Regions from separate parts of the Oryzias latipes genome. Here region 1 is linked to region 2. A link is a contact called in public Hi-C data. All regions are on one chromosome and are shown on one strand. Each heading gives the region's core, a stretch centred on a gene start, on an enhancer-like site or on the middle of the called end of the contact. The rest is flanking DNA. Distances are from core to core; before and after follow the strand shown. Region 1 has its middle 21 kb from the start of qdpr. Region 2 holds the start of LOC101156556 (transmembrane anterior posterior transformation protein 1 homolog).

Region 1 (3,473 bases), core at 226-2,725, 150 kb before region 2:
TTTGGAGTTTACCTAAGCCATGGCATATGCAATGACACTTCTAGATGGTCAAAGGGCCCAACAGGAGAGATCAATCCCAGACTCTTGAGGCTTTTACTGCCAAATCTTGGGGATTTATGAGATCAGGATTTAGGCTGACTAGCTGTGGAAACACACGGTCACAGTGAAATGGAATATGATTTGAGGTATATTTAAAACAGAAAGACTGTTTTTCTGCCTTGGGTCTCCCGCTAAGATGGACCCCAGAGCACCAACAGCTTTTTCAGACACAACATGTTGTTTCTAGTCTGGAATCACACAGAACCCAAAATAAAGAATTAAAAAAATATTCCTTCATGGTCCTTCATTCACTGTCTTGTTTTATCTGTCGTTTTGAACTCTTGTGTTTATCTGCATTTGTGTTTGAAATAAAGAAAATTGAATTGAAATTGAATTGAAATCATCACAGTTTCCTGTGACATGTGATACTGGTTCCAATAAAAAGCACATCTATTATTTTGAATAAATAGAAATAACAATTTTAAGAATGTCGTTTAAAACGTACATAAACATGCTAATCCTTTTGTGCTGGATGAATGCGTCTCATGCTGACTGTAAATGTCATTCTTCTGATGGTTCTCGGGTCCATTCAGGTTTGTTGTTTTCTTTTTCCCTCTTTTCTTTCTCTGTGACCTGTTGTTTATCAGCTGGCTTATTTAAAGGAAATGCATCAGGAAACATCTGAGCTGCATATCACCAAAAATTTCTTTATTTCATTGTCTACTTAAAAGCAGCTCATAGGACAACAGGTGGAGGCCTGGTTTGTGCTGCGGCTGCAGTCTGTGGGCTGCAAATCTGGTGACAATCATTGGGTGATCCATGAAAAACCAACTGGGAAAACTGTCGAGCTAAAAAAGAGAGTCCAGAAATGCATGACCATTGCCTAAACCTCAGTGGAAAAGCCTCAGTGTAGCTCAGACAGTGATGCTCTACCTTTGTAAAGTTGTACAGTAAAGTTTCATTTCTCTTTAAACAGATAAAATCTGCTTTTTTATTTGGCATTAAAAATTTCACAACAGTTTTAATGTAGTTTTCACCTCAGTTTCTATCATTTAATGTTTGTGACGTTAACATCTGATACATTGGAGTATCCCAAAAGGAAATTGAGTGTTTTTCCCCCTAAATATTCTGCATATGAGGTGTGTGACAGACGCCTGCAGAGGGGGGCTGTGATAGCATTAGCCCTGTTGACAGTGGATTGAAGTGCAGGCTGTCTCTGTGATTGAATTCTTTGTGGAGCAGGGAGAAGAGCAGTGTCCAGTCCTGCTTAGATGAAACCCCTCAAGGGGAATGATGCCCCCACCCTGCCCTTTCCCCCACAAGCCCATGCAGTTATGCCAGAGAGTGTGTGTGTGTGTGCGTGCCTGCGTGTGTAAATGCACGTTTACATGTAAATAATTGTGTGTTAAGGGGAAACAAGGAGGTCGGTTTGTGCTGAGGAAAAAGTGTATTTCTAAATCCCTTCAGTGTCCATCTATAAACATGTAAATACTGCTGGTTGTGTTTGTTGTGCATCCACATATTTACATTAGGATCTATCTAAAATCTATCTGTTTAGCAGTCTGTTCTTATTTGATGCAGTGTTTCAGGAGAAACCTGTTTGTTGCAATAGTTCAGCAAAGTGCTTCATGTTTGTCAGTTTAAAGTTCAGATAAAGGCGGATGTGCACACATGAGCACGCTTCCGTTGCACGGCTGATGTGGGCAGTTTCACAGAAGTGTGTTAGTGTGTTTGTGCAGAGGTTATCCCTGAGATGGCGAGGTGCCATGTGGAAACTATTGAGCTGCAGTGAACAGAGAAGGTGAGGCCAGATGTTAGTGGTTAGCCCTTGGCTTCTCTAGGTAACCTGACCTGTATGAGGGGTCCTGTAGCCCTCCAAAGGACCGGCAGCCACATGTGTTGCATGAGAGTAAGTCACCCAAAACCCAGCAACAGCCTCCTGCTTCCTGAAGGCCTCCTCTCATGTTTTTATAACCGAGGATCTAAAACAACCAGTAAGGAAAAGGATCAGAAAGAATCTGTGAGAGATCAGAGCTGCAATCACCCAGAGATCTGTTCACATTTCTGTTTCAACTACCATTATATGTGATGTAAATATTAGACAGTAGTCTGGTTTTAAAAAATGTACCCTGACACATTATAGACATGCTCTGTGTGACTGGCAATGACAATCTGATGGATGAGTCTGGGTTTGGAGGTTGCCAGGGGAACGGTACAGTTCAGACTGTTTTGTGCAGAGTGTGAAGTTTGGTGGAGGAGGAATTATGGTGTGGGCTGTTTTTCAGGATTTAGGTTTGGCCCCTTAGTTTCAGTGAAATGAACTGAAAGATTCAGGATACCAAAACATTTTGAACATTTCCATGCTCCCAACCTAGTGGGATCCGTTTGGAGCGGCCCCCTCCTCTTCCAACATGACTGTGCACCAGAACACAAAGCAAAGTCCATGAAGACATGGAGGACAGAGTCTGGTTGGATGAACTGGACTGGCCTGTTCAGAGTCCTGACCTGAACCCCATAGAACACCTTTGGGAGGAATCAGAGCAGAGACTGAGAGCCAGGCCTTCTCCAAATCCAAGACATCACATTTTGGGTTTATTACCATTGTAGTCATTTCTGATTATCTGCTGTTGAGTTTCTATGAAGCTGACTGTTTGTGAGCTCCAGCTCAGGCTTGTAGATGATTGTTTGGGAGATCTTAAAAACAGGTGAGCAGAATGACAAAGTCTTAATGCAGGTCAAACTGCTTTGAAAACAGGATAAAACAAGAAGTAGAACACATTAAAGAGAGTTGTGCTTTCACACCAGCCTGCTTGAGAAATGACAGACTCTTCTTTCTGTCAGTTAGCATCAAATCATTCATCAGTCAAACATTTCAGCCTCTGCAGGACTTTTATCATCCACCAAAGTTTTTATTTTTGTATGGATAAGGCAAGATTTTACATTAAAAACTGGTATTTTTTCCATCAGTCAGTGACAGAGGCAAGAAGTGCCCTGTTATATTTTAGTAATTGGAATCTGCAAAGAACCATCAAGTCACACATAGGGAGAAATGTCTTCCTCTGTGTCCTTTGTTATTTAGGCTTAGTTGAACGTAAGCGTTTCCACTGGGCTGTTGGTATAAAGATGGACTTTTATCGCCAGCAGCTGATTAATAATTTTGTAACACATGGAAATGTGGAGAAGCACCCCCACACTCTCAAACCACCACCTAATGATCACATGGGAGGGGAAAATCTTATAATCTGTGCGTCTCCTCATGCTTCCTTTCCTTCCTCTGCTGCTGTACTCACGACTTAAAAAAAGAAATGCCAATTAAAAAACGAGACTGAATCTGATGTCATGCTTTCTGGCTTATTGTCATTATAGGGATTTGAAACTTTGGAAAATAAGACAGACTCACTATTTTCTGTTAAATAGTTTCGCTCCAGAACAAT
Region 2 (3,412 bases), core at 193-2,692:
TTATTTTTGGATTTGTTCATGTGGAAAAACTTCACTTTCACTTTTATACAATCTATTTATTGAACTATAATTAAAATAATGGCAACAGAAAAATAGATATCTTGAAAACATACTGGATGCCACACAGCTGACACCACCCACAACGTGAGCGTCACGGCTAATATAGAATGAAAAACACTCGTGTTTTTCTTTTTTATATACATGAAAAAATTAGAACGAAGATTATCATTAATTCATTCATCTTCTAACCCGTTTTGTCCTTTTTGGGGTCACAGGACTGCCATCCCGGCCACTCATGGGGGGAAGCGGGGACAAAGATTATCCCTTTATTTTATTTCTATTTTTTTTTTGGTTGGATGCAATACGCTGCCATAGGATTTGTGTATTTAGAGAAAAAAAAAACACATGAGATTTTTGTACCAGTATTTTTAAGAAAATATAAAAGCAAAGAAGTCCAAAAAAGCTGGGCTCTAAGCTTGTTGTCTGTTCATAAAACCTGTAATATGAGCTGAAAGCTGCAAGTTAAAAAGCCACAAGGTGTCCGTGTCATAGACATGATCTGTTTTGTTTATGCTCATCCAATAACACTACAGAGAAAAATACTGAATGTTGACCAGCATGAACTGTTTATTTATGTTTGTGAGTCAATCCCGATGACAATATCGGACACAAAGCAGCAAAGTCAGTGGGTGACCTGCTGGACGCTCACTTTGTGGGTGTAGTCAACTTGTGGCACAGAGTCTGTAATTTTTTAAATAATATTTTATACAATTTTTTTGTTTTTGACATATTGTTCTCCAACGTTTCCATATTTTTTCTGTTTTTCGCGATACGCTTTTTTTGTATATCATGTTTTTGTTTTTTATTCACGACACTCCCCTGGCTCTAATTATTTTCTTAATTTCGCTCTTTTTTATTTTTGAACTACAGTTGTAGTTCACAGCGAGGAGATAAGGAACCGTCTACAAATTGCATTAGTCGAACATGCTGGTTTACTCTAAGAGAAGGAGGAAGGATATTAGTGGTTTCTGTAGAGTTTGTTATAACAATGATGAGTACCTGTGATGTTTTTCAGATTATTAATGGTGAAGGAGAGAGAAACTGCTATCGTTTGTCTGGGTTTTTTCGTGTACTTTATTGACGGTCCCTGCCTGCCTCTGCAGCTTCACAAGCATCAACGTCAAGGCAGACTTCAAAGTTCAGAACAGGCGAAGTCTATTTACCGAAAAACTCCGTCTGTATCTTATTTTTGCATCACCACTGACAAAAATAAACAGTCATAGCACATAAACTGAACGCACGCGGATTTAAGGCACGGACTGGCTTTTTGTTTTAAACACGAACATTTTAGAGAGGAGATCATCCGTTTTTTTAATTCTTTCCTTTTTTAAATGCAAGACGCTTAAGTTTCCATACAAAGCGGACTCATCTGGGTAACGATTGTTATTGGTGTGACTGGTGATGACGTAGCACTGGGCGACGCTCGCGCCTCGCTGTGACCAAACTAAAGATGGCGGACGTGTCGGGGACCGAGCTGTCAGAACAGAAAGAAGTGGAGATTGATCTGAAAAGAAAGCAGGACAGACGGTGGGAATGCGCGCAGAGGTCAGGGAAGGCCGGCGTTACCCCGGAGCTGCCGGAAACGCTGGGCTTTTACGACATTAGCTCCGTCAGGAGGGAACAGCGGGGGCTCTCAGCAGGTAACCATCTGGACTCCCCAACAACACACGTCAACTGCAGCCGCGAGCTTTCCCCGCCGTCAGGGTCTCCGCGCCTTTACAAGCAAAGAGTTTTATCAGCTGCGATGGTTTCGGTCTGTTTTTGTCACAGCTGCTTCCGAGCTTCTCTACACTTGTTTACACAGTTACGGAGCCCCCATGCCCTTTGATGAATGAGTCAAAGTAACGAGTAACGTGTCTGCTCTGCCGGGATTACCTCCTGGAAGCGTTCGGTTTGTCATCAGACGTAGAGGTTGAACCAGAGTGAACCGTGAGGCTGAGGAGGCTCGCAGATCCGCAGTGAGCAGCTCAGGTGTCTGAGGACCATACCGTTTGTTCTCAGTGACTGTGAGCAGAAGCTTTTTGACCAACACACGTCTGTATGATGACACCAACTATTCAGTCAGACATGGTCAAACCGACACTTTGAAACGGAACGAGTCCTCTATGAACACGCTAAGGCACAGTCACGTGGTACAGGCATGTGCCCTCAGAGCCTCTTTGGACTTGAACAGCTCTTATCTGTTTGTCTGACAGGCAAACACGTTAAATAAATACAAATAAAGTACAGATGCACTTTCACTGGTAGACCATTCAGCAGGTAGTGTTATTAGAATACAAGCTTTAATGGCTCTTGTGATTCTAACAGATGCCATTGCAACCAGGTCCTGTAATCATTGCAGACAGTATTATAAAAAGCTCCACAATGGTTTCATTCCTGCATCGTTTTCATTCGGATCTGCTCTACAAGGCAGATAGGTGGTGCTGCTCTGCTAATCACAGCAGATGTGGGCTTCAGCCAAACATCTGGAATAGAACGGCTGCAACTAAAATCCCATTTAGGTCAGAAGAAGCAGAACAAGCTTTGTCTTGGAGGTTTGATGGCTTCTCACTGATGCAGAGGAGTCCTTACAGCATCACTATTAAGCCTTTGTTTCTGCTTTGTGGCTACAGAAGTTTCTTTATTGAAATTTTATTTCTGTAGAAAATCTGAACTTTATACTCTTTGTTACACATTTGAGTTAAGTTGCAGTTGTATAAAATCAACTTAATAACTGAACGTGAAAAGATAACCTTTATTTTCAGTAAAAAAATAAACCTAAAAGACAACTTTTATTAAAGTTTTACAATAATTTTAACATTTTATATAAAAACAAAAACAGTATCTAAGTCAGCTACTTTATTCATTCAATCATTTATCATTCATTCATTCATCTTCTAATCCCGAAAGGGATCGTTCTGTCCCTTTCGGGGTCACGGGGCTGCTGGAGCCTATCCTGGCCACTTGTGGGCGAAGGCAGCAGACTTTCTGGAGAGGTCGCCAGTCTGTCACAGTTTGAATATTTTAAATCCAAATAATACCTACATTATTATCAGTAACTGTCAAATCCCTCAAAGATCTCCAGTTACAGTCATCTTCAACAGGAATCTCACATACACACACATACACACACAGACACACACATACACACACAGACACACACAGACACACACACAGACACGCATAGATACAGTTGGGCAAAAAAGTATTTATTCAGCTACCATTGTGCAAGTTCTCCTACCTAAAAACATGCGAGGTGCCTGTAATTTTCACAATAGGTAAACCTCAACTATGAAAGACAAATGAAAAATAAATCACATTGTCTGATTTTTAAAGAATTTCTTGTGATCATTGTGACCCCACAGGGTGAGAT

The links. Hi-C and Micro-C count contacts between places; a contact is called where the count stands out from the background.
Region 1: a Hi-C map of fibroblasts shows a contact between it and region 2, with 4 times the contacts expected there. The contact joins the enhancer-like site here to the promoter of LOC101156556 in region 2. A contact is called at or near these places in 5 of 5 Hi-C or Micro-C datasets (embryo, fibroblasts and gastrula embryo).

The regions. Positions count from the first base shown.
Region 1 is chr10:545,378-548,850 of ASM223467v1, reverse strand. No RefSeq gene overlaps it. Among protein-coding and RNA genes, the nearest start is that of qdpr, 21 kb to the left of the region's middle. Within about 2 kb of position 1,475, at least 4 of the 8 cell types and tissues checked have an H3K27ac peak or open chromatin away from gene starts, as enhancers often do.
Region 2 is chr10:399,442-402,853 of ASM223467v1, reverse strand. LOC101156556 (transmembrane anterior posterior transformation protein 1 homolog) reads left to right here and starts at 1,442. Exons shown (of 15, transcript XM_023959474.1): 1 at 1,442-1,700. The coding sequence starts at 1,511.